Regions from separate parts of the Mus musculus genome. Here regions 1, 2, 3 and 5 are each linked to region 4. The links are chromatin contacts, called in public promoter capture Hi-C maps. All regions are on one chromosome and are shown on one strand. The core of a region is the stretch at or near the end of the contact, and the rest is flanking DNA. Distances in the headings are between cores, read along the strand shown.

The links. Promoter capture Hi-C pulls out the DNA fragments that hold promoters and counts their contacts.
Region 1: a promoter capture Hi-C map of pre-B cells shows a contact between it and region 4, with 5 times the contacts expected there. A contact is called at or near these places in 2 of 39 promoter capture datasets (hippocampal neurons and pre-B cells) and 2 of 130 datasets of targeted methods (astrocytes and embryonic stem cells).
Region 2: a contact with region 4 is called in a promoter capture Hi-C map of hippocampal neurons, with 4 times the contacts expected there. A contact is called at or near these places in 1 of 39 promoter capture datasets (hippocampal neurons) and 1 of 130 datasets of targeted methods (astrocytes).
Region 3: a contact with region 4 is called in a promoter capture Hi-C map of pre-B cells. A contact is called at or near these places in 5 of 39 promoter capture datasets (the C10 cell line, hippocampal neurons, liver and 2 more).
Region 5: a promoter capture Hi-C map of hippocampal neurons shows a contact between it and region 4, with 6 times the contacts expected there.

The regions. Positions count from the first base shown.
Region 1 is chr19:7,479,309-7,485,464 of GRCm38.p6, forward strand. It overlaps Rtn3 (reticulon 3), which reads right to left and starts at 3,983. Exons shown (of 9, transcript NM_001003934.2): 1 at 3,631-3,983. The coding sequence starts at 3,775.
Region 2 is chr19:12,500,203-12,505,759 of GRCm38.p6, forward strand. Dtx4 (deltex 4, E3 ubiquitin ligase) reads right to left here and starts at 1,794. Exons shown (of 9, transcript NM_172442.3): 1 at 805-1,794. The coding sequence starts at 1,015.
Region 3 is chr19:12,794,333-12,800,298 of GRCm38.p6, forward strand. It overlaps Lpxn (leupaxin), which reads left to right and starts at 4,247. Exons shown (of 9, transcript NM_134152.4): 1 at 4,247-4,347. The coding sequence starts at 4,335. Zfp91 (zinc finger protein 91) reads right to left here and starts at 1,791. Exons shown (of 11, transcript NM_053009.3): 1 at 652-1,791. The coding sequence starts at 1,001. It overlaps Gm44505 (predicted readthrough transcript (NMD candidate), 44505), which reads right to left and starts at 1,791. Exons shown (of 13, transcript NR_024093.1): 1 at 652-1,791.
Region 4 is chr19:10,098,330-10,104,479 of GRCm38.p6, forward strand. It overlaps Fads2 (fatty acid desaturase 2), which reads right to left and starts at 3,174. Exons shown (of 12, transcript NM_019699.2): 1 at 2,894-3,174. The coding sequence starts at 3,100.
Region 5 is chr19:7,381,072-7,386,832 of GRCm38.p6, forward strand. Spindoc (spindlin interactor and repressor of chromatin binding) reads right to left here and starts at 1,955. Exons shown (of 6, transcript NM_001033139.3): 1 at 1,601-1,955. The coding sequence starts at 1,730. 1700105P06Rik (RIKEN cDNA 1700105P06 gene) reads left to right here and starts at 1,932. Exons shown (of 1, transcript NR_045703.1): 1 at 1,932-2,490.

The DNA.
Region 1 (6,156 bases), core at 2,733-5,232, 2.6 Mb before region 4:
TAAAAAAAAAAAAAAGCTGTCTTTTGGCTAAAAAAAAAAAATGATTTGTTTGTTTGAGACAGGGTTTCACTGTGTAGCCATGGCTCTGTAACCAGGCTGGCCTCCCACTCAGAGATCTACCTGCCTCTGCCTTCCCAACACTGCCCAGCTTTTAAAATAATATTTTTAGTTTAGAATGTAAATGTAATTCACCAAGACATAGGACTTTTTTTTTAACTTAAGTGGGAGACAGAGAGTTGTGCTTATTATGGAGGTCAGAGCAATGGTGGGAGGCAATTTTCTTCTTTCATCATGTGGGTCCAAGAGTTCTAACTCAGGTTGTTAGGCTTAACTGCAAGTGTCCTACCCACTGGGCCATCTTGCTAGTCCCATACGACAGACTTTTATATTCAAGTAGTCACTTGACCAACAAGAACCCACTGGGGCTACTTAACTATTACTACTTTCTTTTTCTTTTTTTTTTTTTAAAGATTTATTTACATAAGTACACTGTAGCTGACTCTGAAGAGTACCTGTCAGATCTCATTACAGATGGTTGTGAGCCACCATGTGGTTGCTGGGATTTGAACTCAGGACCTTTGGAAGAGCAGTCAGCGCTCTTACACGCTGAGCCATCTCGCCAGCACCCCATTTCTACTTTCTGATAATCAGTTAATTAACAATGAGCAGTAGTTTATGATAGGACATTTAGTGTGCTTTTCAGGTATTCCTTTTCAGCTTGTAAACTTGATGAGTTATTCAACAGAAACCCATTGAGTACTTCTGTAGTTACAGATAGACACTGTTTCAAATGCCAATAGTGGGGCTAGGGATGTGTCTTAGAAGTTTACCTAGCAGCAAAATGGCCCTAGGTTCCCTCTATAACACTGTAAGACAAAGAAAACAAAACAAAACCCTCACTGAGTCAATAGTGACAAAATGTCTACAGTTGATGTCACAGAAGCAATTTTATACAAAAATTAAGAAAAATGGTCATACTAGGCAATTTATACTGTTAGGAAAGTACAAGGCAAACACATCTACGCAGAATACTATTTCAAGATATAAATTTCTCTGTTGGCAAAATGCCTCATTTTAGAATCTTTCCCACTACCAAAAGGGGTATTTTAAAAGGCAGTGGTGGTGGCAGTGTTGGCACACACCTTTAACCCCAGGACTCAGAAGGCACAGACAGGTGGATCTCTGAGTTCCAGACTAGCCAGGTCTACAGAGCCAGTTTCAGGTCAGCCAGGGCTACACAGGGCTACCTCTTTTTGTTTTGGCTTTGTCTCTCTCTCTCTCAAAAAATCGAAACAAATGAAACAAAGAGTTATGTTAACAACAACAACAACACCATCACCACCACCCCAAGCAAGGTAGCTTGGCATAGTGGCTCACACCTATTATCTCAGGATTTGAGATGATGAGATAGGAGAGATTTCAAAGCCTGCTAGGATATGTAATGAATTCCAGAAGAAGACTCTTTATTAAAAAACACAGGGAAATGGCAATAATAAAACTGTGACAATGTGGCATGTGACATGAGGGAATGATAGCAGAAACACAAGCTAAACAAAAATACTGCATGTTAATATATCAGTACTGCTAATATAAAATTCACAGGGTGGCAGTACATACTTGCATTCCTCTGGCACACTAAGGGAGCCAATCCCTCTGACAGTGCATTAAAAGAATAAAAATGTTGATTCGAGGGCTGGTGAGATGGCTCAGTGGGTAAGAGCACCTGACTGCTCTCCCAAAGGTCCAGAGTTCAAATCCCAGCAACCACATGGTGGCTCACAACCATCCATAACAAGATCTGACTCCCTCTTCTGGTGTGTCTGAAGACAGCTACAGTGTACTTACATAAAATAATAAATAAATCTTTAAAAAAAAAAAAAAATGTTGATTCGTGATGGGTGTGGTGGCATGCACCTGTAGTTCCCATGGAGGTTGAGGCAGAATCATCTTGCATTCAGGGCTAGCCTGGGCTACTTTGTATTAAAATTTTTTTTCACTATTTGATGACAACCATAGCTAAAAATTTAATTCTCTGAGTGCTAGCTAGACTGATTCCTCAATACTTAACATTTGATCTTCAGCACAAAAGGCCAACTTCTGAAACCTAGACTTTTATCAGAAATTTGGAAATTAGGACTAGGCCAACCAAACAGTAAGCAGTGATTAAAGGCAAGTCACTAAGTTATAGAAAAGCCACCGTTTATCTGGAAAATAGCCCAAAATGCAAAAATTTGAAAGAGAAATGCTGGTGGTTTAAACAGAACCAGGGTTCAAAATATGCTGCCTCATTCCCTTTATCTCCAGAAAACTTCCTCCCATACCATTTATCCAAATGGCCATTCCCATGGAGAATTCTGCAGGGCACCAAAGCTCTCAGACAGGTGGAAGGCCAGTATTAGGAAACATGAGAGAATATATTTAATGCTAAGATCAGGAATATTGTGTCATAATTCAAGACTGCGCTGGAGTCAACAAAGCATTTTCTAAACCTCTTAAAATCCTTCCTTTGACAAACCGAATTTTTCGCCAAAGACTCAGTTCTCTTAAGAACCACCACCTGCCAGTGGTGCATATTTTTCCTCAAGAAGGCATCTGCACTGCAGATCTCTCTGATCTGAGTCGAGCTTGCCAGTCAGCTCCCACCAGCAGGCAGACTTGTATACAAAAGAAACTAAAGGAGGCCGCCAGCGTCCCTCCTAGTCTTTTCACACACAAGAGAGAAGGGGGTTCAAGCAGCCCAGGCTTTGTCTGAATTCTTTCCCCTGCAGCAATCGTTCCCTTTTGTTATGCTGCTATTGAGAATAGGCCATCGAAAACAAGAAATCAAAACATGGTGATGGCTTGGCAAGACTGTATTTATTATCTTCTAGAATATAGCAACTGACTGCGTGTCCCCACCCCCACGATGCACCACCGGTGAAGAGCCGGCTGTGTTGCAGATGCAGCCAAGGATCCATCTTGGACTATCAGCAGCTCCCTCCCAAATCTTCCCATGCTATTCTCATCACGCCTCATCTACCTCAGAGTCTCAGAAAAAAAAAAAAAAAAAAAAAAAAATCTGGCATTCAGTTTAGCCAAAAACAGTAACAGAACTTCCTGATCCTTCTGGCGAACAAAAAAAAAAAAAAATTTTTTTTTGGAAGGCTATATCATCCATTTAAGATTGTGTCAACCGGTCTGCAAACCTGCAACGCCACCTTTTCCACCACTACCCCTCTCAAAATCCTAGCGACTTCATTTCTCCTACGTCCCACCTGTCACAATCCCCTGAGGCTCGCTAATCCTGCTCTAAGTCACCCCCACCCCCCGACCCACCCTAGGGCTCTCGGGCCTCCAGCACTCGATCCATTGGGTGCACATAGCCTTTCTCCGTTTTCACCCCACTGCGGTGCCCTCCCTTGCAGGGGGTCAGCGTCAACGCCCACTCTAGTTCACCACCCCGCCCCCAACCTGTTTTCTTCACACCCCGTTATTTCCTCACCTCGGTCCTTCGCTCCCCTCCCCCTTAGCCTGTTCCTCAAATGCCCGCCAAGAGACTAAAGCCGCCCACGGCCCAGACAGGTCGCTCGCCCCTTCCCGGAGACCCAGTAGCTCGCGCTCCCCAGGGACCAAGCCCCACGCGCGCCTCACCCGCACACGAGGAGCCGCAGCTCTTCGCCCCCAGGGCGGGGCAGGCTCCAGGGCTCCCGCCGCCGCCGCCGAGAGCTGACGGCTCGGCCCCGGAGGACGACGAGGAGACTGACGGGGACTGAGTGGCCGCTGACGACTCCGCCATGGCTGTACGAGCAAGGGCGGGAGAAGGGTGAAGAGAGACGTAGGGCGGGAGAGTGGGAGGGGACACAGAATAATCCAGCAGCTGGCTCTCCGAAGTTCCCGGCGACGCCTGTTCGGAAGACTGACTCCGACAGACTGACTGACTCAGCCGAGCTCCGCAGGGAGAGAAGGAGTGCGAGCGCGCATGCGCACAAAGAGCCTGGACGCGCGGGCGGCGGCCTCGGAGGCGCGCAGCGACGCAATGCGCAGGCGCAAGAACTGTCCCTCTGCGCTCCCGCAGGAAAGGACGCAGTGACTGGGCCCGCGGGTGGGGCAGGCCTCTCGGGGGTGAGGGGTAGGGGGTGGGGGAATGGGGGAAAGCCTGACGTAAGGGGCGTGGCTAAACTCTAGAACCGGCCCGCCACTGCAGCCCCTGCTACAGATTAACCGTGCCCAGTCTCCCCACCTTCCACTTGTTTATGTGAATGTTTTCTAGCTGGCAGATTATGTTTCTTTATGCCTTCATAAGCTACAAATTTTTTATTATAAATCCTAATTGATGTCTTTGCCTGATACGTACCAGCCTGTGACTCCAAAGAGTACAATATTTAAAGACCCCCCCTCTGTAATGTTCTTTTTGAATTATCTGGTCGTGTCGTAATATCGCCCCACCGAGGCAGGCATGGTACAGTCCCATGTTTGATAGGTGGAGAAAGATGCTAAACAGAATGAGAAACTATTACTCATTCCAATCACATTGCAATGCAGGCACAGAATCGGCTTCATATTTTTATCTTGTTTTTCTTCCCAAAGAGGCTTCAGGTTGTCTTTTCTCTGAGCTATGTTCTGAGCTACAAAAAACATACTTTGGAAAATAAAAAAGAAGCTGCCGAGGAAAGGAAAACCAGGAGAAAACGTCTTGGTTGGGACTGGGGGAATGGAGTGGACATGAAATGAGGTATTAAAAATGAGGCACAGATACTCATAATACTGAATTTTATTCATGTCCTAAGATGAGTCCCCCAAAAAATGACATTTGAAACTGGACATCAATTTATGTCAAATTTTGTTCTTTTTAAATTTTAAGTACATAATGATGATAAAGCTGTGGGATTTGATGTTGCTAAGTAGCAATCTATGACCCAAAGTGCAATTGCAGATTCAGCAAATTCTGTAAAGATGCTAACTCACAGAGGGAGCGCTAGGCAAGCAGGCTGCTGCAGATGGGGAACAAGCTGTGGACCGCATCTGTCCTAGACAGTTTTTTAAGGTCAAATAAAGCTCAGATAGCATCTTGGTTGTTGCAGTGTTCTGAAAACGATCCAGGATATTTCCCAAAATGACTCTGGAAAATATCTTACTCTGTCACTCAACGGCAGGCATCAATTGATAGTGCAGCAAACTGTCCCCCGATGCTGTTGAGTGCCAGAGAACGATGGCAAAGGGAACTGTATGCCAGTAATCAGGAATCCAATTACTTATTTTGGTGAATGCTTAAGTATTTTTTTCTTAAAGTCTATGTTAAAGTCAGGCATGCTGGATAGTTCTATGTTACCTTGAAATCTGAAAAGAGGGAACCTTGATTAAGAAAATGACTCCAGCCAGGCAGTGGTGGCACACACCTTTAATCCCAGCACTTGGGAGGTAGAGGCAGGTGGATTTCTGAGTTCAAGACCATCCTGGTCTACAGAGTGAGTTCCAGGACAGCCAGGGCTACAACAGAGAAACCCTGTCTCTGGAAAAAAAAAAAAAAAAATGACTCCAGGGCTGGTGAGATGGCTCAGTGGTTAAGAGCACTGACTGCTCTTCCAGAGGTCCTGAGTTCAAATCCCAGCAACCACATGGTGGCTCACAACCATCTGTACTGGGATCTGATGTACTCTTCTGGTGTGTGTTTGAAGACCGTTACAGTGTACTCATATAAATAAAATAAATAAATCTTTAAAAAAAAAAGAAAAGAAAAAGAAAATGACTCCATAAGATCAGGTGGTGAGCAAGCCTAAAGGATATTTTTCTTAATCAGTGATCAATGGGAAAGGGCCCAGCCCATTGTGGGTAGGAGCATCCCTGGGCTGAAGATTCTGGGCTCTATAACAAAGCAGGCTGAACAAGCTAGAGAGCAAGCCAGTAAACAGCACTCTCCACGGCCTCTGCATCAGCTCCTGCCTCCAAGTTCCTGCCCTGTTTGAGTTCCAGTTCTGACTTCCTTCAGAAGTAAGTAGAATAAACCTTTTCCTTCCCATGTTTGTTTTTTGTTTTTTGTTTTGTTTTGTTTTGTTTTTGTCACTGTTTTGATGCAGCAACAGGAACCCTAACAAAGTTGTACCAGTGTAGTGGGGTCTTATGACAGACTGGATCATGTGCCCTAGCTCTTCCCTCTTGGAGTATGAAAGTGCTTATTTT
Region 2 (5,557 bases), core at 544-3,043, 2.4 Mb after region 4:
CCTCCCTCCGTCCCTCCTCCTCCTCCTCCTCCTCCTTCTCTATGGACAAAGGGAGCAGCTTCCCTGCCAGGCATTCCAGAGCCCAATCCTCCCGCCTCCTCTCTCCATCTGCTCTGGCCTGTTGCTTCAGTGCTTGGAGTGTACAAGCAGAGGCATCTGCGGATGCCACCACATCCAGGATGCTCCAGTCCTGGAACCCATGCTCCACTCTCTCCCAGTATTGTCCCAGCCCTTTCATACAATAGACAGTAATTGGAGACTGGGGATCCCTTTGCCTCCCCAAGTCTCTTACCCAGGAGCTGACAGTGGGAAGGCTGGGTCCCTAGAAGAGGGCCATATAGACATTAAAGTTGAAAGGGGGTGGGGGGTGGGGGCAAGTGTATGTTAGGCCCAAAGGTGCCTGAGGCAAAGCAGGGTGAACTGAGGTGTGAGCAAGTGTGAGCAGGTGTGAGCCAAGAGGTTCAAGTAATGTCTTGCTGAAGAGTCAGCATTTCTTGGGGGGTGGGAGGCGGTTTGCAAAACCCTAGAGTTCTTGCACAAACGGCTACTAGGGGCTGATGGGGGCATAAAGGGGTTCTCCTGCAGCTAGGCTGAGGCTGGGTTGTATAATCAAGACTCTTTAAACTACTTGCAAGGACATTTACTTGGAGGTGGTCTTGGAATCCTGTGAGGACCTAGGGAAGAGAAGCACCTGCCCTCAACACCTATAGCTGATACCAGTGAGCAAAGCTGGCCACTGGGTGGATCACAGCGGACCCACGAGGCGGGAGCTCCTGGGACAGACAAGAGATGTGAATGGCTCACCCGTGTCTTGGCGGAACTGGTTCATGGACTGCAGGTCGATGATGTAGGGCGCGAGCCGGCTGTCCACCTGGCCCAACACCACGCTGCCCCCGGCGCGGGGACCAGCGCGCACCACCGCCTCGATGTGGTGACTCACGGCTGGGCTGTAGGGACGCCAGCGGCCGTGTTCGTTCAGCCATTCCCACACCACCACTGCCGAGGCCAGGAGCATGGCGAGCCCGGGGTTGCGGCGCGGTGCTGCCCACCTCCCGGGCCCGGCCTTCTGCGCTTCCTCCGGCGCCGCCGCCTCCGGGTCTCAACCGCGCCCCCCGGTCTGCGCCCCACCGCTGCGGGAAGCCTCAGCTGCGGCCCATGGGGGAGTCCGCAGCCGCGTAGGCACTGGGACACGGACCCCGGAGCTGCCCGTCTCCGACTGCGCTCCGCCGGGCTCCGCCGCCTCTGCCGCTGCTCCGAGGGGTCCAGCGGCTTCATGCAAAGGCCCGGCCCTGCGCACTCGCCGCCCCGCCTTGCAAAGCCACCCGGGGGCGCGCGGCCCGAGCGCGACGCTGCACCCGCCTCGCACCAGTTGCGCCTCGGGCTCCGCGGGCGCCCGCGTGGATCGCGCCGCACGGTCACGCCCTCCGCCCTCTCTCCGCTTCGAGTAAGCCGACCGCGGTGGCACAGCTCCCCCTCCCTGCGGCTCGGCTCAGTGGCCTCCAGGAGGAGTCGCCCCTCCCGGGCAGAGCGCCAAGGCGAGCTCGCGCCCGCGGAGGCTTCCCTGGTCCCCCAGTCTCGAGAGCACGCGCGCCATCCCGGTCCCAGCTGCCACTGCCAGGACCCAACTTTGCAGCCTGTTCAAATATGGAACTGTCTGTCTGTCTGTTTTCAGCTCAGCACCGGCCGTGTCCGCGGCGTGAGCTCAGAGGCTCGCATCTCCCTACAGCTCGTGCATGCATACGCATTCTCTCTCTCTCTCTCTCTCTCTCTCTCTCTCTCTCTCTCTCTCTCTCTGTCACACACACATACATCCACACCCACACACGCACGCAACACCCCCCACCCACACACACACACACACAGGAATTGCCCCACGCTCTCCTTGTTCTGTCCGTTATTACCTCATCCTCGTCTGCACCGTTCCCTAGCTGTCCATCAAAGATGCAAAAGCCACGCCCCATGGCCACTAGCACCAGCGATCTAGAGCTTCCATGCCCCCTGCTGGTCCAAATCCTCAAGTGCAGGTCAAAGGCCACACACTTGTGACCATCGAGAGCCAGTGCCAAGGGTTCCCTGCGTTTACATAGAGAGAAAAGAAGTTCTTGCTGTCCAATTTTTCTGTTAGAAGACACAAGGTAGACTAATTCATCCTGCAGTGTCTATGTAAATAAAACCATGAGACAGCAGAACAAACGCAAGCTAGACTCGCTCATTTTGATCATCAATGGCTAAAGAGGAAAGTAATATAAAGTGGGTTCTGACTAAGGGGATTGAAGCCTGTATTGCACATTATTGCTTGGCATGGTACATCACACGGGCAACTTCCACACTTGAGAAGCAAGAAGATGGAGAATTTCATGCCACATATCCAGACCAGGTCTCCAAACGAATTAAGTTAGACATTTTAAAGAGAATTATGTATTAACCTTGTCAGAAAACACACACTTTGTTTCTCCGTGGGTGGAACTGCACAATGAATCCGTTCTGACAAAGTGAAGCTGGAATTTGGAGCAATCTTATATTGGTAATGAGATTGTTAATCTTTTTTGGAATGGCTTTTCCATAGTTTCATGTGCTCCTTTTATATTTGAGGAGACAAACAGAAAACCGCTCCTAAGCAGATAAACTAGAAATTTCCAGATAGAGGAAACTTAAACTGGGGAAAGGTGTGGGTGGGTATTAAGAAATATTTAACTGTCTGCTTGCAGGACAAACAGGAAGTAGAAAGAACTAACGTTTACTTTCTGACCATTCTCTTTTGCACTCCGTCTTCTTGTGTCTACCACGATAACACGGCAGGGTAGTATAGTAGAAGTGAAATGAATGACAACACAGGAAAACATTTGCGCCTGGGTAACTTGTTAGAGAGAGTGAATATATAGTAATTAGTTGTGAGTCTGAACAGGTGAGAGGGTGCGCCAGAGAACCTGACAGCTTCTGGAACAGGCAGAAGCACAGAGGCGCTGAGGCAGCACCCTGTGTGGGCCGGGGACAGCTGGCCACCTTCCGGACCGGAGGACAGGTGCCCACCCGGCAGGGGAGGCGGCCTAAGCCACAGCAGCAGCGGTCGCCATCTTGGTCCTGGGACTCCAAGGAACTTAGGAATTTAGTCTGCTTAGGTGAGAGTCTGTACCACCTGGGAACTGCCAAAGCAACACAGTGTCTGAGAAAGGTCCTGTTTTGGGCCTTCTTCTTCGGCCAGGAGGAGGTCCAAATACAAGATATCTGCGCACCTTCCCTGTAAGAGAGCTTGCCAGCAGAGAGTGCTCTGAGCACTGAAACTCAGAGGAGAGAATCTGTCTCCCAGGTCTGCTGATAGACGGTAACAGAATCACCAGAAGAACAATCTCTAAACAGAGTCAACTATAACTACTAACTCCAGAGATTACCAGATGGCGAAAGGTAAACGGAGGAATCTTACTAACAGGAACCAAGACCACTCACCATCACCAGAACCCAGCACACCCACTTCGCCCAGTCCAGGGAACCCCAACACACCTGAGAACCTAGACCTAGATTTAAAAGCATATCTCATGATGATGGTAGAGGACATCAAGAAGGACTTTAATAAATCACTTAAAGAAATACAGGAGAACACTGCTAAAGAGTTACAAGTCCTTAAAGAAAAACAGGAAAACACAATCAAACAGGTAGAAGTCCTTACAGAAAAAGAGGAAAAAACATACAAACAGGTGATGGAAATGAACAAAACCATACTAGACCTAAAAAGGGAAGTAGACACAATAAAGAAAACTCAAAGCGAGGCAACACTAGAGATAGAAACCCTAGGAAAGAAATCTGGAACCATAGATTTGAGCATCAGCAACAGAATACAAGAGATGGAAGAGAGAATCTCAGGTGCAGAAGATTCCATAGAGAACATCGGCACAACAATCAAAGAAAATGGAAAATGCAAAAAGATCCTAACTCAAAATATCCAGGAAATCCAGGACACAATAAGAAGACCAAACGTACGGATAATAGGAGTGGATGAGAATGAAGATTTTCAACTCAAAGGTCCAGCAAACATCTTCAACAAAATTATTGAAGAAAACTTCCCAAATCTAAAGAATGAGATGCATATGAACATACAAGAAGCCTACAGAACTCCAAATAGACTGGACCAGAAAAGAAATTCCTCCCAACACATAATAATCAGAACATCAAATGCACTAAATAAAGATAGAATACTAAAAGCAGTAAGGGAAAAAGGTCAAGTAACATATAAAGGCAAGCCTATCAGAATTACACCAGATTTTTCACCAGAGACTATGAAAGCCAGAAGAGCCTGGACAGATGTTATACAGACACTAAGAGAACACAAACTGCAGCCCAGGCTACTATACCCAGCCAAACTCTCAATTATCATAGAGGGAGAAACCAAAGTATTCCACGACAAAACCAAATTCACGCATTATCTCTCCACGAATCCAGCCCTTCAAAGGATAATAACAGAAAAAAACCAATACAAGAACGGGAACAACGCCCTAGAAAAAACAAGAAGGTAATCCCTCAACAAACCTAAAAGAAGACAGCCACAAGAACAGAATGCCACCTTTAACAACTAAAATAACAGGAAGCAACAATTACTTTTCCTTAATATCTCTTAACATCAATGGTCTCAACTCGCCAATAAAAAGACATAGACTAACAAACTGGCTACACAAACAAGACCCAACATTTTGCTGCTTACAGGAAACTCATCTCAGAGAAAAAGATAGACACTACCTCAGAATGAAAGGCTGGAAAACAATTTTCCAAGCAAATGGTATGAAGAAACAAGCAGGAGTAGCCATCCTAATATCTGATAAGATTGACTTCCAACCCAAAGTCATCAAAAAAGACAAGGAGGGACACTTCATTCTCATCAAAGGTAAAATCCTCCAAGAGGAACTCTCAATTCTGAATATCTATGCTCCAAATACAAGAGCAGCCACATTCACTAAAGAAACTTTAGTAAAGCTCAAAGCACACATTGCGCCTCACACAATAATAGTGGGAGACTTCAACACACCACTTTCACCAATGGACAGATCATGGAAACAGAAACTAAACAGGGACACACTGAAACTAACAGAAGTGATGAAACAAATGGATCTGACAGATATCTACAGAACATTTTACCCTAAAACAAAAGGATATACCTTCTTCTCAGCACCTCATGGTACCTTCTCCAAAATTGACCACATAATAGGTCACAAATCAGGCCTCAACAGATTCAAAAATATTGAAATTGTCCCATGTATCCTATCAGATCACCATGCACTAAGGCTGATCTTCAATAACAAAATAAATAACAGAAAGCCAACATTCACATGGAAACTGAACAACACTCTTCTCAATGATACCTTGGTCAAGGAAGGAATAAAGAAAGAAATTAAAGACTTTTTAGAGTTTAATGAAAATGAAGCCACAACGTACCCAAACCTTTGGGACACAATGAAAGCATTTCTAAGAGGGAAACTCATAGCTATGAGTGCCTTCAAGAAAAAACGGGAGAGAGCACATACTAGCAGCTTGACAACACATCTAAAAGCTCTAGAAAAAAAGGAAGCAA
Region 3 (5,966 bases), core at 2,997-5,496, 2.7 Mb after region 4:
TTAATTATTCTTAAGCATTACTCTAATGAGCAATTTAAAATATTTTTGCTCCTGGCCATCTGTTAAGGGCCTCTAATTAGTTCAAAGTAGTAATTCAGATCAATGTAATTTTAAGAATAAGTACCTACGTTAAAATATCCGCATAAAGAAAAAGTTTATATACTAGTAAAAAGAACTACACATCTAGTTTAGTTGTAGAAAATACTTGTAATTTGCACAACGGTGTTTTCCTCTGACGACCAGACTATTTAGAAGGGCGAGGAAGGCTACTTTCTAAGTGGCTCGAATGCTAAGTTAAGAACAGGTAAAAACACTCTTCAGGGCTAGTATGGTGCGGCTGATTTCCTAACGGGGATGTGATGTAACACTGGAAGCGATAGGCTGACAAAGGGGGTGCAGAAGCCAGAGTGAGGACCGAGCAGGCGGGAGGCAGAGGGCGTGCAGCCTGCACTGGGCGACTTCGGGCGTGGGCTGGCGGCCACAGGCAGTGAAGCAGCCGGAGCCCGGCCGCCAGCGGCGTGACATCTGGCGTGCCGAGCCGGCAGGGGGCAGAGCAAGCAGGGTGTCACGTGGAGCGGGCGCTACGGGAGCCGGGAGGGGAGAGAGAACTAGAGGGGGGTCTTCCCCAACGCTTCAAAGACTGTTACTCACTGGAGTCGCGGACTCTTCTTGCCCTGAGCAGGAGACGGGGGCTTCGCGGCCGCGGGCTGATGCCCTGGGCCGTCGGGAGGCCTGTTGCTGGGGCTGCTCCTCCGCCGGCGGGGATACTCGGCCTTTCTCCGGCGGGACACAGCGGCAGCGGCGGCGGCGGCGGCCGCAGCGGTCCGGCCGCGGTCCCGACCTCCCCTCAGCACGCGGCTGCTCGCGGTCTCTGCAGGCGCCGCCGGCGCCGCCGCCGCGCCGGGCCGGAGCTCCTCCGAAGCCGCGTCGGCCGCCGCTGCTGGGCCCCCTTCCTGGTCCTGCTGCTCCGGGGATCGCGGCTCCTCCGTCTCCCCCGGCATCGGGGCTCGTCCGTCCCCCACCCCTGCGTCCCAGGCGGTGGAGGCGGCGGCGCCCGCGGCGCAGCTCCCCCCGCCCCCCTCGGCTCCCGGAGCGTCCGGCTCCCTCACTCCGGAGCGCCTCTCTCCCCCCCGCCCCTCCGCCCGTTCCGAGGGCGCCCCCCCCCACCCGCCCCCTGCCACTCAAGCCAGCGACCGCCGGCGGCGCGCACGCGCGCACCCGGACGGACACGCAGCGGGCCAATCGGAGGGGAGGATCGGCCCCCCTGGCCCGGCCCCTCGCGGTCTCACACGCAGCAGCGCACTCGGTGCCCTCCCCCACCCCTTCCTCCAACCAATCAGGAAACGGCTCCGAGGGAGAGCGCGAGGTTTCCTTGCCCGCGCGCCCGTTCTCACCGTTAAACGGCTGCGTCTCGCGACAATCCCAAAGTGACCTTTCTCCCCCCCCACTTTGGAGTTCGGCTCAAGCTAGGGGCGGTGGGAGGGGCAGGGCTGGCGAGGGCGGAGGCGAGGACAAAACGCACCGTTCTCAGCCGCGCGCGCACCCCCCTGCCGGCTGCGCGCGCACCTGCCTCCCGGAGGCGCCGCTGTCCCCTCAAGGGTTCTTACTAGCCTAAGAAGTAGCCTGGACGTTATCCCGCCTCCACCCAGACCCCCACCTTCCTGCTCTGGCCTTTCTGTCCCCAGCGCCGCCAGCTCTCGAGGGGAGAAGTGGTAAATTATTTGAGTTGCAGCTTCTCCTTTAAGAAAAAAAAGGCCCTGTCCGTTGCCGGATGAAAGTCTCTGAAAAAATGGCGGCGATAGGATAGAGGCGGGGCCGAGGGGACAGCGCGGGATAGTCGTGAGGCGCACGCGCAGGGCCAACTTCGCCGAGGGCACTCTGGGAGACGTAGTCCTATTTACTCTGCGCTTCCAGAGAAATCATGGGAAACTAGAGGCAGAGGGAAGGCTGGGAGCGTCTATCTGAGGTCTGAGATTACGTTTTAGCGAGGCATTGCTTCCGGGTTAGGTCGCGACGCCTGCGTACAACTGGCAAAAATATTGAGCCAATTACAGGCTAGGGGTCCCTGGGAGAGAATCCTACTTCTTTTAATCTTTTTTTGTGTAAGTGCTCCGAAGTGCCCTCGTCATAGTCTTTACTTACTTCGGTCTGGTCATTTGACGCCTCCTCTGCGACCTGTTAGCTACGCTCCTTTTTATTCCTCCATCTTGTGTTGAGCCTCTCACTTGTGAAGCCCAGGAGGTTAGGGACTCGTTCTGCGTCTGTCAACTTAATTTTAATAAAACGTGTAGGACGAAGTGTAAAGTTGTTTCCTGGTAGGGATGGGGCGCCACGGAATTGCCGTTGGCTGTGGTGCTGGAGCTGGAGAGCCGGTTAGCGTGACTCACTGATTTTTTTGTGGATAAGTTAGCTGTCGCTCACGTTCTCCACCCCGAGGCTGAATGCCTTTGCGGTCTGTAGATGTTTCTGCGGCACAGGAAACACAGTCATAATAGCAGCTCTGACTAGCGTTTACAGCTAAGTACCTTCCTGATGGGGAAAGGGGGCTTTCCAATCGTTCAAACCGCAACTGGTGGTAATGCAGCCTCTTATACGTTTGTATGCATTTCTTTCCCTCTTAAACATTGTTTGCATTCCTTGGGTTGCCTTTTACACATTGCAACCAGGAAACGACTTTCAAGGAGACTCCTTACACTTCGAAGATGCAAACGTCTTAAGTTAAAATCTACACAACAGTATGGAAAGATACAAAGTTTGGAAATCTGATTCAGAATTTTATATTAGCCATTAAATTTTAGACTTTTAAAGAAGTTCATTTTTCTTTCTTCTTTTCCTCCCAGCATCTGGCTCATTTGCCACACAGATAAGGCAAATGTTTTATAGTCTACCGAGTTTTGCGCTTTCAAAGGATTAGTGTCCTTTTCAGTTCTAAAACCCGACGGTATCAGTAGGAATGAATTTTCTAGCGCTGTTTGCAATGAGCACGTTTGGAACAGCACTGACATCCAATGGCTGCTTAAAGTAATACAAAAAGCGAGCCTCTTAAAAAAGGTTTTAGTAAAATGAATGACTTGTTCCTTTTAAAAGATGATCATTACAAAACTATCCCTTTATTCTATTCTTCTAGCCAGTTATTACTCCCTATTCCTGTTAGTCTCTTGGTAAACACTGGGACAAAACCCACTTCACAGGGCCATACTTATAGTTCTTTATATACTGCCTTTTCTAGGCAATTTTCTGTTAAATGCGTTTGTTGTTTGTTTGTTTCCTTTTGAGATGAACAAAGGCACAATAAGATAAAAATCTACCTCTCTCACCTTTTTGGAGAAATTGTGAACTGAGCAGGAATTGTAATTCAGATTCTGGAAGCTTAGTACCCAGTATCTTAAATCTTCTCAATTGATTCTTCCTTATTCTGTAGACGTTTGAATGTTGAATAACTGGATAAACCAGGATCAGAGAATTCAAAAGTGAACCCACTTCTCTTCAACTTTAAAGAATCTATAATCTGGGCCAGTGAGATTGCTTAGCAGATAAAGGCACTTTGCTGAAAAGTCTGATGAATTTCATCTGTGGGACCCCAGTGGTACAAGGAGAGCGCTTTCTTACTCTTACAACTTATGAATGCCTACATGAGCACACACACACACACAATTATTAAAACGTCTGTTTTAAAAAATCACAGTTTGTATGGGAAGTGAGGTCAGCTGTACTAAGTAAGTACAAATAGTGAAATGAAGTTGATGCTATTTAATCAGAAATTTTAAGAAAGGACCTGTACTTCCATGGTCTTCTAGTTTTATAGGAAAAGGAGGAGGAAGAGAAGGAAAGAAAAGGAAGGAGACAGAAAATAGCCTGCAGTGGGCAATGGGAAACTTAAACTTGGAAAACTCTTTAAGTATAAGCCTAAAATTTCTATGTGTGTTCAAGATAAGCCCTTGAATACAGTAGGTGTTTAAATTAAAAAAAGAATTAACTTTCAATTTTTATAGCCACCTTGGCCAATGTAGCATCAAAACTTCAATCTTGCACAACCTGCCTTTTTCTGTTAGCACAATTAAAACAACAAACAAACATATAAAACCCCCCCCCAAAAAAAAAACAAACCAAAAAACAAAACAAAACAAAACAAAAAAAAAACCCTGAGCTACTAGAAAAGAAAAAGTATTCAGCAAATCAAAAGTGAGGAAGTGCTAAGCAAATACAGGAACCAAAAGGGGTCACAGAGGCTGCTTCGCACTGTCTCATTCAGTTCCGTTGTGGTCCTCTTCTTCACCACATGCCAACAAAGTTCTTCACAATCTTCGAGACTAGAGCATCGCAGGTATAGGACAATGGAAGAGCTGGGTGAGTGAAGGGGCCTTTGGAGAAGATGCTCTAAGGAAGTGGGGGCCTGGCTGCCATCCATCCCCATCTGTAATGATGAAGTGTGGTCTAGTCAAACTGAGGATAGGACTGAAAGATTTTTGTTTTCACTTCTGTCCTCAATTCAAACAAGAGTGAGGCAGGAGGAACTATCATTGTTGGGGGAGCTATGGGGTTGCTGTTTGCAGCGGCACAGTTGGCAGAGCGTTGAGACCAGACAGCCAAAGAAACAGAAGGAATTGTAATTGAAAGTGCCTTTTCCCTTGGCAGCTACTGGAGGTCATAGGGCAGCTCTACAGCTTGGAGATATGATACTGGAAGAAAAAAAAAAAAGGATGGGAAAGGAAGAAGACATTAAATGAAGGAAGGGAAGGAGAGAAGAAAGAAAAGGAAACCAGGAGAAAGGGAGGATAGTGCAAGGACAGTGAAATGACCGAGCAGTGTAAAGGGTCTGTAGAGATTGCAAAAGGGCCAGAGTGCTTTCATTTCTCTGTAGTTTACTGTTAGACTACAGGTAGACCATCACTGTAGTAGGTTTTGTTGCTTTTTATTTAGAGAAATCTTGAAGGAGCAGATTGCTTCTCAAGAAAAACAGTCCATCCTTTCACTCTGAGGTAATGAAAACGTCAGTAGAAGTGCCGCTGGGCTACTGTGTCCAGAGAAACCTAGGTCAAAAAGCCTGGAGCTGTAAAGTCTGTCTCCTTGGGGCTCATTTCATATACCTTGGCAACTTTTTATCATCTACATACCTCCCTGTCTGCCTGCCTGCCCATCTGTCCTTCCATCCATCCATCCATCCATCCATCCATCCATCCATCCATCTATCTGTATCACCTATTTATTTTTGTTATCGCTACACAAAGTTACTTTTACCCACTTTTCAAGCTGTATTAATTCCACATTGTGTTTGTAGCTATGCAAAAACTTCCAACAATAATAAGATGCAAAGCTTGTACATTGTCATTAAAAATAATTATTGGGGTTGTGTTTTAAGAACTGGAGAAACAGAGGAACAAAGAAGAGAATAGAAATTATTGAGGGAAAAAAGGGTGTTTTAAATAAATCCTTAACTGTTTTGTCAGTAAAATGTAGTTCAATATTGTGGTTAATGCTGTATCTTGGACTTTGGTATAGAATCCAGATTCTTTTCTATATAATATTGATTATTTATTCTTTGAGAATTTGATGAATGCATATCCTGTGTGGGTATTGGAGGAAATTTGCATTTCTTCATCGAGTTTTACCATTTTTTTTCAGGTAGGATCTTAGTTTTGCTTTATTTTATAGGTCACACACATCAAATTCTCAAAGAATAAGTAACCAATATTATATAAAAAAGAATTGGGTTCTATATCAAAGTCCAAAATACAGCCTTAATCACAATATCAAAGTACATTCTACATTTAATTCAATATTAGTTCAAAAAGTTAAAGGGCAATTAATATTGGGAAAACTTAAAATCTGTAAATAAGTTTAGTGTTTGCAGCAGTTTTCTGAAATAGGTATTATTGTTTTTCTTTAAATAATGAAAACCCAAAATATCTTGTTCACTCTCAGGAGCACCTGACACTAAGTACAATTAAATGGTAATGTTACAGGTT
Region 4 (6,150 bases), core at 1,924-4,423:
GCGGCAAGGCTAACCTGGGAATTAAATGAGATAGTATATACCAATCTCATGGGTTTGTGAACTGCAAAACTCACACTGTTTATTTTCAGCAATGGAATCTCACTAGGGTACCAGGCTGGCCTCAAAACTTAGGATTCAAATAATCCTCTTGCTCCAGTCTTCTGCGTATCTGGGACTCTGAGCACATGCCACTTAGGTGGCTTTTAGTACAAGTGAGGCCAGGGTCTGACTACAGAAGGATCAAGTAACAACAGCTCCATCCTTCTAGAGAAGAAGTGAGCACTTCTGAGGTTTTTTTTTTTTTTCTTCCTTCAGGAACAGAAAATTCTTGACTGATATCCTAGATTGACCTCAAAATGGGCCTCCTTGGCTTCTGGCCTCACCTTCCAGCCTCTTGTCAGCATATCACAGATATCCTTTGAGTGGTAACAAATGAAAGGGCTCTAGGGATCCAGCCTCTATCTGCTGAACAGTCCGTCCCCAAACCTGACAGTCCATTCTCATCACCCTTCTCAAGAAGGCAAGACCCCTAAGCGGCAAAGTTCCCTGAGAAACAGCCTGGGGAGGGGTCCCCACATCTCGTGGAGCTCCCTTTGAAGATCTCCTAGTTGTCCAAGGCCTTCTGCCAATCTGATCTCAGTTTAAGAAGAAACAGGGGGATGCCAAAGAAAACCTCACGGCTCTTTCTACACTGATCTCCAACTCTGTCTCCATCAAGTGTGTTTTGTGTCTTATTTGGGAAGACAGTAAGCTTTCATGTCGTGTCATCAAATGAGCTTGCTCCGTTTCTCTGCGAGTACTTTACATGCTAGCTGTTTTGTTCCTCTCATGTCTGTCTGGGGCTCACTGTTTACAGCAAGCTTTGCCACACTCATCTTATTGGAATAGATGAGGGATTGGGGGTGGCGGTGTGTGTGTGTGTGTGTGTGTGTGTGTGTGTGTGTGTGTGTGTGTCCACTAAGTGATTCTCTGCAACAAGCCCAGGGATCACATCTGCGGCCTACCCTGACTCCCACCTTACCTTTCTTATCATGGGACAATTAACATCCCAGACACCAGACTCAGAACCAATGAAAATGACACAGGAAATGTGGAAGAGGACATAAGGCTTTCAGAACATAAGAGCAAGCCATCCAGGTATCTGCTGGGTTAGATCTGAACATAGACATTTGGAGAAAACTGAGTCAGGGAAACCCTAAGAATTTCCAAAACAAGGATGAAATACGTCTGGCTTCTTAAATAAACTATAAAGTTCAAGGCTGTTGTTGGGCTGAGCTTCCACACAAGAAAACCCACTTATCACACAATATGGAATAATCGGATCAAACCAATCACATTTGTTGTTTTACTTTTTAGGAAACTTTTTGGTAAGAGCCTGGAAAGGGGAGGAGTCGTCTGCAATTCACCTACAGATTCATGCACACACCAGCACCCGAAACAGTGGAAAGATCCCCCAGATAGGGGCTGGGAAGTTTTCTCCCTGGGAAACCAAGGTCTTCTCTGGTTGTGAGGCGGTCCAAGAGAGCTAGGACACTCAAGGAATGTGAAAAGCTTACACTCTCCTAAGGTCTGGTTAGCATCGCCAGCCCCATGGGCATAATTAAGCAGGCTCCACAAGCAAGGAAAATAGTCTTTAGGCAGTATGAATGTGGCCAGTTCTCTCCTCAATCTGGAGTAAGATTGCATCCTGTTCACCAAAGCCTCCAGTCCATTGATTAGGGTATGGCTACCTAGGCTGATCTCAAAAAGAAAAGACATGGAAGGTAAGAATTGAAACTATCAAACTTGCACAAGAAAAGCCCACACTCAAGTCAGCATCCTGGACTTTGATGTGGAGTGCGGTCTGATAAGTTTATCCCTCTTCTCAGCCTCCTCCCACTCGTCTTTCCCAAGCTCTCTCCAGCTACATCTTTTCCTCTGCTTTCAGCCCACCAAGAAAGGTGCCAAGAAAGGTCTGGCTTTCCTCTTTGACTTTGTTTCTCCTCTTACCCACCTGACTACACAATCACTTTATGGTTGGGGGTGGGGCCAGGCACGGTATGGGGTACTGTGCAATATAGGATAGCCTCCGTTCCACAGAGGTCTCAGAGACTTCAACAACCTCCATGAGTGCAAGAGGGGAAGGGTGATCCTGGCAGGATCTAAAAACAGAGGGCCATTGAGTTGAATGTCCGATAGTAACCCCAGAGGCAGATGGACCTGTTGCCAAGCCAGTCTTAGATTCACCTTCTAGATCCCCTGCGGACCTGAATTTTGCAAAATCCAGCCCGTTCGCCTTCCACCAATTCCCCACCAGGATTTCCCAGAAGGCTGGCACTTGGAGTGAGTCGGGATAATCCTCGGGAGCGTGGGAATCTGAACTACTAGGAAGTCTCTGTCGGGCAGCCATTGTGGACCTTCTTAGACAGGAGTCCAAGCAGGAGCGAGTCCTGGCCAGGAACCAGCTTTCCTTCTCCGCCCCCTGGTCTGGCAGGAGAGTCCCACATATGGCTGCCCGCTCTCAGGCTCCTCTCCCCGGCGCCCAAGGGTGGCCATCTTCCACTTGGGGAGCGCCGAACACGAAGGCTGGAGCGCCCCCTTTGGAGAGTCCCAGGCTCCGGCTGGAACAGCGCGCAGTATGCGCTGTGAACATGCACCGGGCACAGTTTACCACTGATGGGACTTCCACAGAGGTGCTAAGGCCTGGCGTCCAAAAGGCTCGGCCAAAGTCTGCCCAGTTGACCCAGAGGAGAACGATTCCAGGAGGGAGGTGAGGGCAGTTGGTACACTTTCTTTCCCTGCTGAACGTCCTGCGCTCCTTTAAGAACCGGGGATCTGTTTGGCGCCCAGGGACCCCGGGCTCCTGACACCAGCCTGCAGCAGACAAGAGTGGCTGGCACCCCCAGACTCTTACCGTAGCATCTTCTCCCGAATAGTGTCCGATGACACGGTGGCCCCCCGGGTGCCGCTGGGACCATTTGGTAACGTTGTAGACCTTGCGGTCGATGACGAGCCACCGGTCGGTGCGCAGGTTGTGCTTCTGAATCTCCTCCCAACGGAAGGTGGGCATCGGAGCCTGGCGCTCGGTGCTCCCCTCTCCCTGGTTACCTCCCTTCCCCATGCTGCCAGTCTACCCGGATGCCCCGTGCGCTACGGCCTCCGGGCGCCCGCGGCTCGCAACACCGACGGTCCCTCTCCTGGCCGCAGTGTGCGGTCGGCGCCCTCCTCGCTTTCGGCTTTTGTCTTCTACTCCTCCTCCCACCGTGCCTCCTCCCCTCGCTTTCGCTCCTCCTCGCCTTCACTAGCTAGCCAGTACCCCTGCCTTCCCTCAGGAGTACCCCTGGCTTCCCAGTGCCCCCAAGCGGTCCCCTTCCTCCGCCCACCCTAGGCCCGCCTGCTGTGGACTTTTGCCTCCGGTGAAAACTCCAGGATAGCTCAGGGCCTCGCTGCCTCCTCCCCCCACCCCTCTGGCTCCCCCCGTTCCCGGCTCCGCATCCTCCCGAGTTCCCCGCCACCCGGGTTTCCACAGTGATCAGCAGAGCGCCTGCACCAATCAGGGCTCGTCGCCCCGCCTGCCATTGGCCCAGGAGGATCTTTCGAAGGCCAGCGGGCTGGAGCGGCGGGTCCGCGGCTTCCCCCTCCCTCGCGCCCGCCCGCATGGAGTTAAGCCCTGCTGGGCGGTCGGCGACGTGTCTGACCTCCTCCTCCTCCCTTCGCTGCCTGGAGCCGGGGAAGCGGGAGTAGATCTCTGAGAAGCTGGGAGGGGAGAGCGGGGGGCGGGGGGGGGGGCGGGGGCGGCAGCTGGGCTTTTCTTTGCGCGCTTCAGAGCGCCAACGCGCTCGGCCGGGGATTTGCACCTGATGCTCGCACAAAGGAGGCGCAGCGGTTATGGTGAACAACGCTCGGCCTCCGGCTAAACAAGGCCCCCTCCTGGGCTGTCATGACTAGGTGATATTTCTGCCTGGCTAGATGGGACTCAAGTCTCCTGTATCTCACATTGTCTAAGAGATCCATATTGTTTATTGCTTTCCTGAAACCTTCCTAGAGAAAGGAGCCAGGAGTGGGTCTCTGTTTAACCAGGGCTCTGAATCCTTTCAACTTGGTCATCTTGGAAAAGAACGGTGGAATCTCTGCTTTCTTCCTCGTGCTAAGTGCCGCGGGAGTGGCTTCTGGGGAGGGTGCCAGGATAAACTGGACACCTTTCTTGTCTTCGACTGAGAAAGAGTTCACAAGCCTGGTTGGGAAACATGAAAGCAATAAAAGCCCGCGATTGATTTGACAGTAGTACACCACTTGCAGGCAAGAGAGACACTGATACCAAGGGAGTATAGTAGGAAGAAAGGCCCTATTCGCTAAAGTCTCACCACAATCCTATGATATTGTTATAGCTAACTTCAAAATGAAGAGTCTGAGGGTAAGAGAGATAAAATGGTCAAGACATACATGCTTAGCTAGTGGCCCTGTTTGGCCTCTTCCATGACCCTTTCAAGACTTTGGGCTCCCTAGCTCCACATGACACTGGTCCAAAGGAAGTACCTGGTGCAGGGGGTAATACATTCCCATAGTCCCTCCCATCGTATACTCCTCTCATTCTGTCCTGGCATCCATCAGGAGCAGCCTTTCTTCATTCCACAAACTCCAGACTCAAGGAGTGTTGAGTGAAGCTTTTCCGGCTTAGAGGAGAGGAAACAAACATCCAAACAGATGTTCGTTTGGCCTGCCCAAAAGATAGAAGTGAGTGAAGTAGGTGTGCTGGTCGTGTCCATACTGTCATCCATCAGAAACCTGAGGCAGGATATTGCCATGAGTTCAAGGCTGGCCTGGGACACGACTATGCATAAGGAGCAAGACTGTTGTCTTTTGTGCATGTTAACGATGGAATATAATAAAGTCAAGAAAGCTGTTTTGTATTTGTTTGTTTGTTTGTTTGTTTGTTTTTCAAAAGATGGATTATCACAATACACAGATAACTTTAATGATAATTTTTTTAGAGTTTTAAAGCTCAGAGGGATGACTGACAGCTGACAGGGAACCCCAATAAGTGCTTCACAGCAGAAGCTTGGAAGGCCGAGAAAAGACCAAGTGAGAAGGCCCCAAGAATGGGCTACAGCGGACTCCCAATGAAGACAGGAGTAAACGGACAGCCCAACCAGGGCTGCTGTGAGTAGAGTTCAAGTTGGTAACATTCCCACTTGCTTAAAGACAATGGAGATGAGCATTAGAAACCCACCAATCAAGGGTGTACCACGGTGGGACCTGCGATATGCAAAGAGAACAGCAGGCTTGGGGCTGCACCAACCAAAAGAATAGTCACCAAATGTACTAGGCCCTGAGCTAGATTGCCGGAGTGGTGGTGCACACATAAAATTCTAGACTCAAGAGGTAAAGTCAGGGTGACCCAAAATTCAAATTTATCTTTGCTACAGAGTAGGTTCAAGGTGAGCTCTTGAGACCGTGTCTGGAACAAGGAAGGGAAGGGGGTGAGAGGAAGGGTTGAAGAGATGGTAGGGTGTATCAAGAAGCAATCCATGGATTGCTGTTTCAGAGGACCCGAGTTTGATTTCCAGCACCCATGTTGGCTGGCTCACAAGTGCCTGTAATTGCAGCTCCGAGGGATTCAACACCCTCTTCTGGCCTCCTTGGGTACTCACATGCACACACCCACACACAAGCGCACATCATTAAAATAGTTTCTATGTTTTTGTTTTCCCAAAGAAAGAAAACTACAGAGGCAGCTTAAGGCCAGAAAGGGATGCAGGCAAAGTCAAGGGAAACAGCTGGGGAGGGGACAGGAGCCTGGATTAGGCAATAGCTATAGGAAGCTGACAGCACACCAGACGTGGCCTGACACTGTCCTCCCTGACTGGCTGTTCTTCCTGCTTGGATGGGCTGATGAGACCATTTGCCCAGGGAAAACCTTACAGTATCCAACCTACCCTAGAACCACTTTGGAAAGGGGGCTATCTCAGACACAGAGGGGTAAGTTCCTTTGACTTCTGCCTGTCCCTCAGATTCGAGCTCCTTGACGCCCCACCCCCCAGCAGCACCAAGAACTGAAGCTTCCTGGGACCCTACCAGGACATCATTGCGATTATTGATCTTTATCAGGAACAAGAGATCAGCTTGGGTGGCATGGAGCCCAGACTCGCCCAGCATGCCAAATGGGCAAAA
Region 5 (5,761 bases), core at 705-3,204, 2.7 Mb before region 4:
CACCACTGTGCTGAGCCCAAAGAATAATACTTTGAACTCATCCACTTTCTCATACTCTAGATGTTCTTAGAACCTTGAGCTAAGCCAAGAGGCTTCTAAAATCTTTCCACTTGGTCTTCTAAGCTCTCTTTCATTCTTACTAGAGATACTTTTCCTAACAAGAGAAACAAATTCTAACTAGCCTCTCATTTCTCTTTATCCCCATTCTGTAGTCTCTAAACGAACTGATTACTGGGCAGGGAGAAGACTGGGCTAGTAAGAGCTCTTACTGCCAACCCTGATGAACCAAATTCAATGCCACAGTGCTGTGAGAACTGACTCCCAAGAGTTGCCCAGATCTCTTCATACTTGACGCAACTGACAAACAGACACAGGCACAGACACACACAACAAAGAGAACTCACTGCCACCTAACATACTATTCGATATTTACCTGCTGGCTACCACTGGATGCACACTTAAGAGCAGGGTTTCACTTACCCTGGTCCCTACTGTTTACCATTCTCAGCTCTGCCTGAAGCTATATGCTTGGCATATAGCTGCCCACTAAAGCTGAAGAATGAACCTCTGTAGATGTCTACTTCCCTCTCACAGTGATGAAGCCATCTTGGTTAAGCACTCTATAAACCAGCACAAGTAAAAAATAACCTGTGTGATGCACCAAACAGTGAGAGGAATGTGCCCCACCCCCCAATTTCCTAACCTTCCCTCCCATCTCCAAAAATGAGTTAAAGAAACACAATGACCAATTTGGTTCTCAATCTATTCTGGGTACTGTCATGCTTAAGGGAAACAGGTATTCCACCCTAAGGAAATATTTGCATTTTTCATGACTAATTATCTTCCACAAAGGTAGCTCTTTGTTTTCTCCTTTGGACCAGAGAGGCTGGGGAAGGAGGACGGGAAGGGAGAGCAATGTATTCCCAGATTGTCCCTCAAACACCTCCTTTGGTGACTAATCTCCATGTAGATGACATGGCTTGTTACCCACCCCCAAGCAAGTCCCGCTTTTCTCAAACGGGGTGCTACTAGCAATTCCATTCAAATGCCGGGTTTTAGACTTGACACCTGTGGCTCCTGAAACAGAAGGCCTAGAGGATTGAGGACGGGTGGAGGCTTCTACTTACTGGGTTATTTCCCCTCTCTGGAGGTCGCCAGCCGCGCCAGCCTTCACCTCCGTTATCACTACGGGGGACTAGCCTGGGGCCTAGAGGCCTGGTCGCCCCTCGGCCTAAGAAACAGACCGGAACCGGGAGACAACAGCCGGGCACAAACCACTGTACTGGGAATCCGGCCTCTACTCTGGGCCCGAGGGGGCGCAGGGAACCGGAAGACCTGAACCGCTCCTTCGGTGTGGATGGAAGTCTCTAGACCCTGAGCGGGGGAGGGGCGGCGGAGGAAGGGGGGCTCCGAGAGGCCTGGGATTCCAAACCCGGTGGGGGAGGAGCGAGGGCGCCGTAGCCGCGGACCGGACAGGGAAGGGCCCTCTGGGGCTGCAGATGCCGGCCCAGGGAAGCGCCTGGGGACCGGGAACCGGGGACCGGGACCTGGAGATCTAGTCCCGGACCACCAAGCGGAAGTGAGGTGTCCCCCCCCTCACCTCGGAGCATCGGCTCGGGCCGCGGGATCACGGCCACCACCACGGCCTCGTCGTCATCATCCCCTTCCTCACACTTGAGCGTCACCTCGAAGCAATCCAGAGCCGCGGCGCCCTTGGCTTTCAGGGCCATGGCGAGGCGAAGAAGGGCGACCGGATAGCCGAGGACGTTCGCACAGACCTCGGCGCACCGCCTGTGGCGGCCGCCTCCTGCCCCGGACCACCCCGGGCCCGCGGCTCGCCTAGCTCACCCGCCGCTCGCCCGGCCGCCCCGCCAGCCACGGGCTTCAACGCGTCACGACCCCGGGCGGGGAGGGTTCGATCCGGGGCCCCCAACCCCGCCGCTCCCTTTTATGGAGGCTCATTGTCAGCGTCCGTCCGGCAGTCCCGCCTCCAGACCAGGCTGGCCAATCACGTGAGGACACGCCCCCTAGCCCCGCCCCAGCCACAGGTCTGGGCCAGAACCCTGTGCAGCGCGTTTGTCTCTGGCCGGTTTGCTCGGCGGCGAAGCCTGGAGTTTTCCTGGGAGCGGCGCCGGCAGCCTTGGAGACCCGGTAGGGCATCCCCACCAATGGCTGGAGGAAAGGGCTGCTCGGCATCTTACTTCTTGGCTTTCCCCTGACTAGCTGCCTGCCTGGGAGGCAACACAGACGAGAAAAGACCGGTGGGGATGTGTGAAGGATACATAGGCTCAGAAGTGTGGAGACATCTCTTCTAATTTCTTTGGGCCTCGTTCCTTTCTACTAGCACATACGCTTTAGGGAAAGAAAAATCACTTTGGATCCTCCTAAACAAAGATTCTAGAAGATGAAGAGGACAAGAGTGGCGTGTGGGCGTGTGTAAACCGCTTCCGATGGATATAATTTACGTTAAAAACAAAACAAAACAAAAAACGTGAGTCCAGAGAGTGTGGCCTTTTCCCAGGACACAGCAAATCCCCTGAGAGCCTCCAAGACCGGGATCCGGTTGCTATGGCGCTGCTGCCTGGCATTCGTGCCTGAGTGAAGACTGTCACAATGGGCACTTACACTTCTGCATAACATCCCCTCCCCACACACATACACACACCAGACACGCTAGATTTCAGCTGAGAAACGGCAAAAATGTCTGGCACTCAAAATTCTGATTTTAAGTGCTACCAACAGTAATTATCAGCCCAGAAACAGTAATTGTGGATGATGTAGGAGGCTAGGGGACAGAAGAGAAACAGTTCACTTACCGTATATTGTGTGTGTGTGTGTGTGTGTGTGTGTGTGTGTGTGTGTGTGTGTTTGTGTGTGCGCGCGCGCCCTGGGCATACCCACCCCCCCCCCATCCACTGCATAACCAGCTTTTATTTTGTTGAGATAAGGACTCACTTTCATGTCAGTCTGACCTGGAATCTGTGTAACCCTGCTTGCCCCAAACCTTTTCCTCCTCCCTCCATTCCCCTGGCACAAGGATTAAAGGTCTGAGCTGACACCACATACAGCAGCCACAATAGAAAGAACTGAGGAAATTTCTATTACTTTGAAATGTACCCAGTACTAAAAAGATACTCCAAATCAAGCAATTTCCTAGGCCTGGATAGTTCTTACCTAAAGGCTGTTCTTTGCTTTTTGCCCAATGCCTCTGGGTAGGTAGTCTGTTCTGTTTTTGCAGTGGGCTGGCTACAGGACTCAAGCTTCCGGGAGATTGTGACTAAGGCCTGAAAGGCAAGAAAAAGAAAAGCCTGTTATTTCCCTCCCTCTGTCCCTCCTGAGTTCTAACTCCTCCTGAGCAGGTGAGGCTGTGTCTCCAGTGTCTTTGTGAGTCCTTGGTTTGTGTCACTTCCCTGTTGGGCTTCCAGCCCTTCTGTCACCCTGTCACTTGGGTCACCCTGTGGTTCCTATTTCTTGTTTGATTCCAAAGCGATGGGTAGCCCTAGTATTGCACCAGATTCTTATTTAATTATATATATTTGTTTTCTTATGGGTTGTGCACCAGAGTACTTGTCTGAAGGCTAGAGCAACAGCTTCGGGGAGCTGGTTCTCGTCTTTGTGTGGGCTCTGGGGATTGTACACTGGTTTGTCACTAGCCCTCTACCATATACTTAATAGACTAGTTCTTTGGCCATCACGAGTGTAAGTGACAATTTTGGAATTTTAGTTTCTTTGGGAAAATAAAACACAAAAATATAAGAATACTCCAGGCAGTGGTGGCCCACGCCTTTGATCCCAGCACTAGGGAGGCAGAGGCAGGCAGATTTCTGAGTTCAAGGCCAGCCTGGTCTACAGAATGAGTTCCAGGACAGCCAGGACTACACAGAGAATCTCTCTCATATATATATATATATAATTTTAATCCCAGGTGTGGGATATGGGGCTGCTTCGATTTGTCCACAGCAGCTGACTATGGTTTGCCTCATGCTCTAGCAGGGGTGTGATTTTGTCAGCTGCAAATAGTTTCTGCATTTATGTGACATTTGGAATTCTGAGGATTTCTGAGAGGGTATATAAATGGTAGGGTGGAATTTGTGGTGATAGTGGTGGAGGAGGTGGTGTATAGTTGGGGAGTTGTCAGTTGGTTTTTGGTCAGTTTAAGTAGTCCCACACAAAGAAGAAACGAGAAATTAGATATCCCGGTGGCAAAGATCAAACTTGCCCCAAGGAACCTGACACCCCTAATCAGCAGGAAGTAGTCTAATGATAGCATCATCCCTTTCTAACCTCCCACTTTATTCAGGGTCTCTTTCCTTTCCTTGATATCCTTTTCTCTCCTCTGTTGGCCTTCTTGCTCAAATAGAAAGGCATCCTGGGACTCAAAAGCCCAAGAACAGGGAAGCCCAGGAACCTCACAGCAGCTCCCAGAGGAGGGAATCCCCAGCTAAGCTAAGGAGCCTCAGTCCTGTTCCATTTCACTTCTCATTGCTTCTTGGCTTCTTTCTATGAGTCACAACAGGTAGCAAATTCCATAATAAGAGATTTATTGGGAGGATCAAGGGTGTGGAGGGCCCAGGGGTGGCTGCCTCTGCTACTGGGAGTGAACAGCAAGGAACTGACACAGGTTCTTACTGGGCAGAGCTTTCTAGTTAGATATTTCCAGGTGAGGATTGGTAGGATTTTTAAATCCTGAATTTGGGAAGCTCAGGGATTGTGGGTTTTGTTCAGACTTTTCAAAATACAAAATAATTGTATTTTGAGTAAACTAGTTATTTAGAATTTGTTTCACTTAAGGCGAGTGCACCACTTATGAAATCATGGCTTTAAAAAAAGATCTATTTATTTATTTGTTTATGTATGTGAGTGTACTGTTGCTGTCTACAGACACACCAGAAGAGGGCATCAGATCTCGTTACAGATGGTTGTGAGCCAGAGCAGTCAGTGCTCTTAACCACTGAGCCATTTCTCTAGTCCCCAAACCATGGCTTATACCTATCATTTCTACAAGACACCATCCTATCTTGTCATAACCTTGTTCCACACCATTAACAGGCATATGCTGTATGACTATTGTGAAAGCTGATGGTGGTGATCTCCTATCCCAGGGCCACCCCTCCTCCCTCTCTGGCACAGTTTCCTTTCCTCTTTCCTCCTGCAAGAAACTCCTGCTGTCTTGCTCAGTCACCAGGGCCAAGCCTTTTGTTCTCCCTTTTCTTGTGCTCCTGCCTCCCCATCGTGTCCATTTCCACCCATAATTTTTCCAGCGGCACAGCCAACTCTGCAACCTGTTCAGAAGCAGGAGAGCAGAGCAACCCCTTTTGTTTTCCCATTTCAGCCATTTTGTTGTTGTTGTTGTTGTTTCTCAGGATCCTCCACTTCCACACACAACTTTTCCAACTGCTCAGACATTCTTTCAACCTTTTCTGAAACTGAATATAAAAAGAAGGAAAGGAAAAAAACAGAAAATCCCCTCCGAAAGCAAAGTGGGATATATCCCAGTGGTAGTGATAGGCCAAATTTGTAAGTTCAGACTCCATTTTAGAGAACCTGGCCTATGTTTGAACTCAGGTAAACTAACAGGCTGGTACCTAGCACTAGTCTCTAAGTTGCCCCCCAACAAAACCCGAGCCTAGCTCCAGCCTCTAGGCTAATCTCCAACAAGTACAGTGTCTCCAGGTTACACCCTCAACAAGTCTCCAGGTTATTCCCCAACAAACCTACACCCGCAGGTTACAAGCCTGCCTAATGACCACCTCTGCAGAGG